Linked DNA regions of Sus scrofa: region 1 is linked to region 2. A link is a contact called in public Hi-C data. All regions are on one chromosome and are shown on one strand. The core of a region is the stretch at or near the end of the contact, and the rest is flanking DNA. Distances in the headings are between cores, read along the strand shown.

What was found. A called contact is a pair of places that touch in the nucleus more often than the background predicts.
Region 1: a Hi-C map of liver shows a contact between it and region 2, with 4 times the contacts expected there. The contact joins the promoter of TBX3 here to the enhancer-like site in region 2. A contact is called at or near these places in 1 of 5 promoter capture datasets (liver) and 7 of 47 Hi-C or Micro-C datasets (fetal heart ventricle, heart right ventricle, liver and 1 more).

What each region holds. Positions count from the first base shown.
Region 1 is chr14:37,580,742-37,585,553 of Sscrofa11.1, reverse strand. TBX3 (T-box transcription factor TBX3) reads right to left here and starts at 2,850. Exons shown (of 7, transcript XM_001927997.5): 1 at 1,173-2,850. The coding sequence starts at 1,561.
Region 2 is chr14:37,480,906-37,485,403 of Sscrofa11.1, reverse strand. No RefSeq gene overlaps it. Among named protein-coding and RNA genes, the nearest start is that of TBX3, 100 kb to the left of the region's middle. Within about 2 kb of position 2,648, at least 6 of the 83 cell types and tissues checked have an H3K27ac peak or open chromatin away from gene starts, as enhancers often do. A contact at or near this core is called in liver, where this site is marked.

The sequences.
Region 1 (4,812 bases), core at 1,601-4,100, 100 kb before region 2:
GTGGAACAGCAATCCCGCTGCTGGCGAAATGAAACTGTACTTGGGTGAGTTCTCAAAACGAATTCTGAAGGTTGGGGTAGACTCCCAGGCCTGATCGCCAGCCTGCCTAGCAGCCGCTAACCACATTTCCCCCACACACACACCCCCAACTGCTTGGGCCAGTCCAAAAGTGCCTGACTCTACCACCAAATTGCTTTTTTATTTCCCAGAAGCATTGGCATTCTGTACTTTTGACTTAAAAGGGAGCAGAGAGCGCGTCGCTGTGAAACAGACTGAATGTCTTCTGGGCTGGAGGATTTTATGCCAAACTTTGGCCTCTTACAGCTCAGAATGACACAGAAAGCTACAGGCATCAAGAGAGGGATTTTCTTGTTATTCCTTCAACTGCATGCCTTGATAGACTTCAATGTCTTTAAAAAAAAATCAGTAATTTTAAATGACAGGCAAGCTTTGGTCAGGCAAGGCCTTCTAAATGTTAGGTAAAATATGGTTGATAATATTCACACATAAACCAGCAGTCTGCGTCTCTCCACTGGCTTCCTGGGTCTGCAAACATAATCTTAATTATCCAAAATTGCCTGCTGAACTCTCTCTTGGATTACAGACACATGGAGCAGTGAGGACAAACCCCAAATACCCCTGTATTCCACTCTAACGCTGGCAGGGGTAGGCTCAGGCCCCCTCCAGACCCAGAAGCTAAGCTGGAGGGCAGAAAGGGCAAGGGCCGCTCCTGCCAGGCCTCCCACTACCACGCAAACCAAAAGGGCTGTTAAGTGTTTCTCTCAGAGACCCAAATGAAACAGACAAAAATACAACATCTACAAAGAAGGTTGTTCCAGAAAGGTTTGATCAGTGAACTTCCTGCAATGGGGTGCTTTTTTCTTCTTCCTGCAGAGATGTCTGTGCACCATAGAAAAAATTCTATCTATCCTGTAGGGATCCCAGGATGCAGACCCAGGGAGGGAAAACTGCCTGCTGGCTGCAGACGCCCAGGTAAGGTGAAATTTCCTGCCACAGGGGCAGGGCCGGGAAAACTCAGTACACAGTTCCGGGGGAACCAAGTTTTTCCCTAAGCAGAAATAACTGGCAAACCGACTCTTCTGGAAGGAGAGAGATAAAACCAGGAAAGAAACCTTCGGTAGCTTGGGGGAGGGGGCCCGATGCTGGCTTACCTTCCCGACTTGGTAATGACCATCTCAGTGCCCCGCTTGTGGAACTGATCCCAAAGTTCTTTGGCCTCGAGGTGCACCTTGGGGTCATCCTCCACTTCTTCTTCAGGCTCCATGGTCTTCAGAGGCCTCAGATGTGTCTGGGGCCCCAAGGAGGAGAAAGGGATGCCGGTCTCGGCCGCCCCCACCAATTGATCCATGATCGGCTTGGCCAGGGCGCCGGGCAGCGAGAGCGCCGCCGCGCCGTTGGGAGGCAGCGTCAGCGCGGGGAAGAAGGGCGGCTGGTGACCCAGCACCGCGCTCATGGCGAAGTCCGGCGCCCGGTGAGGTAGGAACGGATGGTAGGCCATGCTTGTCCCAGGAATGACCGGATCTCTCATGGAGAGGCTCATCCACTCCAGGCGGGGCGCTGGGCTCCAGCCGGGGACAAGTCCGCAGCTGCTGTTTTGTTTTGTTTTTGTTTAACAGCAGCACATAGTTTGGAAGAAAAAAAAAACGCGAAAAAAAAGGGGGAGAATCACAAATAAGGCACCTCAAGGGGGGTTCTTTTGGGGAAGGGAATGTCTCTTTTAAAGTGGGGAAAGCTAGAAATCAGGAGACATAGTCGCGTGGTGACTGTCCTTGTGTCTCGCGTTTTCAAAAAGCCGCTCCTGGAAGTCGGTTTCAGAGGCGAGGGAGCGAGCAGGCTCTGGACTTGCGCCGGAGCCCTGCCGCTTGGCTCGAAATAGACACTCCAGCCCTTGGTCCCAGCAGTCGCTCCCCAGCCCCCAGTTCTTTGTTGCAAATGCGAACAATTCTCCTAGGAGACTTTTTACCTCTTCTTCTCCTTCTTCTTCCCCCGCCCCCCTATCTCTGCCTCTCCCTTCGGCTCGCAGGAGGCGTCTGCAACTGCGCTAGACCAGCTTGACCAGCGAGCGAGAGTGGAAAGTCTCTCTTCTTTAAAAAAAAAAAAAAAAAAAAAAAAAAATCTGATTGAAGCCCTCTTCAGCCAGCGCTATCAAAACTTGAACTGCAAACTGGCTTCCGCTCGCCCTCCTCCTCCTTCCTCCGCTCCGAACCTCCGGAGGGTGTCTGGGTTTCAATCCGAATCTTGCTGTGCTCTTCTCCCGCGCCTGTCTTCCTTGTCCTAAAACGTGAGCGAATTCGCTTCCTAAATCTGCGTCCAGACGCGCAGGGCAGGGAGGATTTAGGGGGGGGAGGAGGAGAATGAAAAGAAGGGAGAGAGGGAGGGTGAGAGAAAAAGAGAGACCAAGTGGGAGAGGGAGCGCGAGGAGAGGGAGGGAGCGAGAGAAAGCCAGCGAGAGCTCCTCGCCACCCTCCTCTGCCTCTAGAATTCCCCGGGCGTCTGCTCGGCGGCTCTAGAAGGTCGGGCTCTGCCGTGGGCTGCGGGGAGCCGGAGGCCTCTTGATTGGCTCTTTGACGCTTTCGGACCAATTGTGTTGCTGCATAGGCGTGGTTTTCACAGGTCGAGTGCTGGGGGATAGAGCCGAGTTATAAAAAGAAGGTGTCGGAAACTGTAACGTCGCAGCGCCGCACCGGTACTACTGCCTGTCCTGTGAATATGTCAACATGATCAGAGGGAGGGCGGGGAGCCACTGGGGAGCGCCGCACAGAGTCGCCTCTAGGTGGCTTATCGAGAGATCGCCGCAACCCCAGAGCGAGCGAGCTCTGGCTCAGCCCACGTCTGAAATGCCTCAGTCATCCAGCCCTCATTCGAGGGAGGAGGCAGGGCCAGGGAGGACGGGGGAGGGAGGCGGGAGCGAGAGAGCCTGGCCAGGAAGGCGGAGAGCGCGCCGGGCTCCTGGCCGGGGCGCTCCCCTCTCGCGCGCTAGGCTCGCCTCTCGGGCCGCCCCAGCTGTTTCTCTCTCCCTCTCCCCCTGTTAACTCGGCCTCGGGCGAGCCGAGCGTAAGGCTGAAGCTCCCGCGAGCTGCCATCCAGCCGCCAGGCTCAACAAAAGCCGGCAGCCGCGGAGAGGCAAGCGCCGCCGAGTCTCCAGGCTTGCGCGCTCTCCAGCCCCACGTGGAGCCAAGCTCCGCCCGGCCGCCGCTAAAGGGCTCCCGAGCTCGGGTGACTCTCGGTGCCGGTCTCCCCGGCAGCAGGGCTCGCGGGCTCCCGAACACACGGGGTGCGGCCAGATCTTAGCCCACGCGAGTGAGGGCTCCCTCCCCACCGTGCCCCACCCAAGACTGTGCGCGGAGACCCAAACGCCCTCAACACATCTGTAGGCAAACACTGGCCAGCTTAATGGGACCCAGCCAGCCGCGAAAACCATGTACACGCAAACACGTACACAGCTTGCGCGGGACTGCGCCCAGCTCACTCTAGGAGATGGACTCCGGCTGTTTTGAAGTGCGTTTACCAGCCCTTTTAGATCTCGTCCTCCATTTGGATTCAGGCTCCCGGTATTCCACCTGAATATGTGTGTGAGTGTAGAGGGGAGATCCGAACAAAGTGAGCGCAGAGAGGGGCTAGATTCTGGGCCTGTCCCCGACCGGCCGCTGACCTCCCCCTCGGCGGCGGCCCGGCTCGGTGCAGAGGTGCTGGAAAGGGGTGGGCGAGTTGGTCGGGGGAGGTGCGCCAGCCCCGTATCTTCTCCAGGCATCACACTTATCTCTCGGTGCCTCAGTTCTTTCTCCACCCTGGGGACTTATCTCGCCAGAAGTCGGGGGCTGAATTTGTAAAACAAACCGTGAAACGCCCCACCCCAGAGGCGAGGTGACTGGTTCCAGTTCAGGTAGGGTGGTGGGGGGGGAACCTCAGCAAGGGTGAAGGGGAGGGAGGCAACTGGATTTTACCTATCAGACCCGTCGTGGAATTGGTAACTGTTACCTCAGGTCCCTGACCAGGTCAGAGGATTCCCCAAACCAACATTTCTCACTTCTGGGAGGCAAAGACTTGGGCCGCCCCTGCTTAGATGGAGGGAAGTCTTGGAGACAGTACTCTTACCCCTCCTGAGTAGGGAGCTTCCCCGAATGGAAAGGGAAGGAAGAAAGGGCTGATTGCGGGGCCTAGGGGGTTAAGAAACCCCAGGCTTGGGATGCATGTGTGTCTCTGTGTGTGGAAAACCAGCGCATTCCTCTCTTACATTTTGCCTGGTGTAGCCCCTAAGCCCCCAGCTCCCATACTCCGAAGTGGGAGCAAGTGGAGGGTGAAAATGCAGTTCCATTATGGGTCACCCGCGCCAGATAGGGGTGGAACTTTTGAGGCGACAGGATTTTCCAGCCTCGCATTTTTGACGCACATGGTTAAGAGCGCTTGGCGCCAGCGCTAAGAATTCCCTGAAGTCACCAGAGAGAATAGAGTGGTTCTGCGAACTCCGTCTGGCTCGCCATCTCGCCCCTTTCTTTCCCTTTCGGTCTGTCTTTCCCTGGCGTCCTCTTGGCCTTTCTCTGCGGTGGTGGAGTATGAGGGCCGGGGTGTCGGCTCACAACGCCCCCTCTCTCCTCCCAGGCGGCCCTGATCCCCAAGGGTGCGAGAAACCAGGCCTTCCCACTCCTTACACCGACCACCGAGGTCACCGCAGGGTTTCACCAGTCTCCCGAGGCTGAAACCCGCCCCCTCCCCCACAGTGCTGGCTGCCTGAGCCTGGGGCTGAAGAGCTCCGCTTTCTGGAGTGGCCCACAAACCCCGGTCCGGTTTTGC
Region 2 (4,498 bases), core at 1,399-3,898:
GTTGGTGTGGAAAAACCTCCCTCCTGATGAACTGAAACTGGAACCTGGACATATTTAATATGATAGTGCCAATATATTTGCCCTTTATTTGAACTGTAAAGCTTGCAATTTCATAGTGTTTGACCTAATATTCCCATTTTTTTTTTCAGCTATGGAAACTGAGGCTGAGAGCTATTAAGTTAATGTAGAAAGTGAAAGAATTAAGCCATGTGAGTCCTTCTAGGCCCCAGAGGAAGTGATGGACTAGGAATCAGACATGAGTTCCAGTCCTCTCTGCAGCTACGTAACTGAGTGAGTGTAGCTGCATGCCTTCCTGTCTTACTTAGAATTCTCTGCTTGCAAGCAATGAAAGAAACTTTCATTAACATATGCAAAAAAGAAATTTACTGGAAGAATATAAGGAAGCTTGTAGAACAGAAGAACAAAATCTGAAAAAACAGGAGCTGGGGAAGCTGGGTAGCAGGACTCAGCTGAAGACATGAATGAGCTGCAAAGCCTCAGTCCTAGCTGTAATGCGCGTCCCTGCGAGGCAGCATCTGATTGGCTAAGCTTGGGTCCTAGGCCTGCCCTCTGGTAGTGACGTCATGATTGACAACTCCACTATGATTATATCTGGTACAAGAATGTCTGTTTTCCTAAAGCAACATTGAGAAGCTGTTACCCTCATAAGGACAGGTAAAAATTGCACGGCCCCTCTATTCTTCCCCTTGCGCCAACTCGCTTTTAATCTACAACATGAATGATTGAGCTATAGGGGTCCATATGAGTCCTTTCCGATGTCATACTCAGAAATTCTGATTCAACTAGGCTGAATGAAGCTAGAAAAAGCACATTTCCAAAACTAGGATTTTGCATTATTCTGTGGAAGAAGCCAAAGCTTGTGACACAATTTCCCCAAATCCATCACATTGCTATAAAATGAGTGGAGAACAAGTGGGGCATTTACCCACTGTGGTTAGGTGGTTGTCACCAAACCCCTCTGAGCTTCATTTTCCTCTTTGACAAAATGGGGCTATTCATTGAAGAGTGCTGTGAAGGTGGTAAAAAGAGAGGGCTAGAGAGGGAAACATATTTGCAAAGTATTGAGTGTTTATTATGCACCAGGCCTTGTGCTGAGTGCAAGACCCACAGCCCCAGAGGTCCCATTGTGGCTCAGGGGAAATGAGCCTGACTGGTATCCATGAGGACTTGGGTTTGATTCCTGGCCTCGCTCAGTGGGTTAAGGATCCGGCATTGCCAGGAGCTGTGGTGTAGGTTGCAGATGAGGCTTGGATCCCACTTTGCTGTGGCTGTGGTGTAGGACAGCAGCTATAGCTCGGATTAGACCCCTAGCTTGGGAACTTCCATATGCTGCAGGTGCAGCCCTAAAAAGCAAAAAACAAAACAAACAACCAAAAAAACCCCCAAACCCCATGGCCTCTTGAAGACATTTCCCAGCACAAGTGAGAAAGATACCCAGCACACATCAGGGGCTCCATGAAGGCTCCTTCCCTTTGCCTCCCAGGCGATGGCGTGACCTCCTGAAGCCTTTTTTCCCCTTTCCACTCTGTTCTGCCAGCCCAGTCTTCGGATGAAATTCTGAAGCTTAAGGATGCTTTTGCAGCAAGTAGCAAGTGTGTCAATGTCCCTCTCCCCCTTTCTTCCTACCTCCAGGCTGGACACCTGGTGAAGAGATCCGGTGTGAGTTTAAGGGTAGAGAGGGAAATTCAAACTTTCGGTGTGCGGAAGTTTCTGGAATCACTCAGATAATGTATTGGGAGGGTGGAATCCCCCCTCCCCATCACCCTGCTTCCTTTTTAAAAGGGCGAGATAACTGGGCTACAATGGACGTGTTTGAAGCCGGCCAGCTGTGGGCTGCCCAGCTGACAGAGGCCACAGCTGGAGCAGGAACAGTGGCTGGGTTTCTTCCAGCTGCAAACGAAGGGGTCAACACCTTGAAGGGGAAAAGAAAAAAAAAAGTCCAGGCATCAGCTGGTGGAAACGGTCCCGGAGTTCATAATAACTAAAAGGAAAGCAAGGAGTTTTTTTTTTTTTTTTTTTTTTTTTTTTTTTTTTATTGTTTTAATTGGCAGCTGTCTTTGGATTCTGGTTTAAGAGAGTTTGGAGATTGGAACCCAGACAGGTGTGTGCGTGCGTGCATGTGTGTGTGTGTGTATGCGCGAGCGTGAAGTGTGAGCATGCACACGTGCAGGAAGGAAGGTGGAAGAAAGCAAAGCTGGTTGCCTGTGAATGTGCGACTGGAAAAAGCCAGGAGGGAAAGAGGCAGCTGTGTGTGTGTTGGCAGGGGAGGGAGGGCGACGGCCATCTTTTGTGTGTGAAAGAGAAATTGATAGCGGGAATTGCAGGGCCGAGAGAACGTTCTTTATTGTGCATGTGCACAAAGACCTATGAAAATGGAAAAAACGTGGATGAAAGAGCAGGAAAGGACCTGAACGAGAGACGGAGGAAACCAGGCGGGGTGCGTGAGATTGCAGGAGACAGACCCGGAGCCAATGTGCCGTGAACAGGGCACCATCGGCTCTCTCCTGGCCTTCCAGAAATAGTTTCCGGGAACCGTGGCGCTTTCCCTGCCCCAGCTCTTGGGCCAGCGGCGGGGAGATAAACCGCCCGCGTAGCTTGTCTTGGCGGCCTCTCAGCTGACACTGCTGACAGGCTGCTTTGATCTCGGGTTATCAGGGCCTAACCCTGTGCCCTGGGCCTGCTCTGCCAGCTCCCACCCGCCGCTCACCTCTGCCGAAAGGGCATTCCCTAAGGTCAGGGTTGGGAGGGGCGGCCCGGCCCTCTTGCCTGGTTGGCCTTGGAGCCTGGGTGCTTGATGCAATCAGGGCACCATCTTTTAGTCTCAGAGCAGCGATGAAAAGAGGGCCCAACTGGGGAAAATAATCTTTTGAAGTGGAGCCCACACAAAATGACACCCGCCAGGCAGGACAGAGCCTGTCCCCATGCTGCCCGGGCCTTCCCCCTGCGTGAGTGGTGACAGGAAAAAAAACAGGGGTGGCAGCCCAAACACTTGCATTCTCGTCTTAAGATTGGTGCTGAGTCACTGGGTGACCTTGGGCCAGTCCTACTTCTTTCTCTCTGGACCTGAGTTTCCATCTCCCATCTTGTGAAATTAAAGTGCTTGTGTATCTCTGGAGATCTTTTTTCAAACACAGTCGCGTGCAGAAATCCCTTTTGTAAAGCAGATCAAAGGAGACTGGGGTGGGATGAAGGGGCTAGGACCAGCCAGGACCCCAACACTTCTGCTCTAGTTAGCGAGTTAGCTTCCAGGGCTACTGTAACAAAGTACAAATGGGGTGTGAGTGGCAGGGGGTGGGGGGGTTGCTTAAAACGACAGAAATTTATCATCTAATGGTTCTGAAGGCCAGAAGTCCAAGGTCAAGGTGTTGACAGGGCCATGCTCCTTCCTCACCTCCTCCAGCTTTTGCCTTCTCCTCCAAATGCTGTCAGGAATCTTTGTCACTCCTTGGCTTATGGTGGCAACGTTCCGATTGACCACCTTCCTGTAGCCTTCTTGCCGGGGCTCTTCACATCATCTTCCCTGTGCACGTGTCTCTGTTTCCAAATTTCCTTTCTTTCCAAATGGGAATGTGGTTGATGTACAATATTACACGAGGTTCAGGTGTGCTGAGAAGTGATTTGACCTCGGCACACGTTATGAAACGATCACTGTGATTAAGTCTAGTAATTTGTCCCCATATAAGTTTATTCCATGGGGGATACTGTGACCTGCAGGTGCTACGTTGCCTCCTGGGCTTCAGCAGTCATGGAAGCCCGGGGCTGATTAAAGGCATTACTGGGTGGTCTGTTGGCTGCGGAGATAGCTGGAGATGGTAACACAGCCGGTGGTCTCTTTGGGGACTACTAAGCCTCAGAGAAATGAAAACTCCCAAAGCCACACAACTATAATGTCAATGGGGCTGTTATTCACCATTCTACTAATATTGAGTGAGGGAATGAGCCCTAGATGTGAGGGTTCATATGTTGAAACCTAATGCCCTACGTGAGGGTATTAGGAAGTGGAGGCTTTGCAAGTGCTTAGGTCATGAGGGGACCCTCCCCCATGAATGGGATTTAGTGCCCTTAGAAAAGAGACCCCACAGAGCTCCCTTGCCATTTCCACCACGTGAAGACACAGTGAGAAGATGCTGTCTGTGAACCAGGAAGAAGGCCCTCCTCGGCTACCACACCAAATCGGCCAGCAGCATGATCTGGGACTCCTCAACCTTCACAACTATGAGAAATACATTTTTGTTGTTGTTGTTGTTGTTGTTTTGCCATTTTGTTGGGCCGCTCCTGTGGCATATGGAGGTTCCCAGGCTAGGGGTCGAATTGGAGCTGTAGCCACCAGCCTATGCCGGAGCCACAACAATGCGGGATCCGAGCCGCGTCTGCAAACTACACCACAGCTTGGGGCAACACCAGATCCTTAACCCACTGAGCAAGGCCAGGGATTGAACCCGCAACCTCGTGGTTCCTAGTCGGATTCATTAACCAC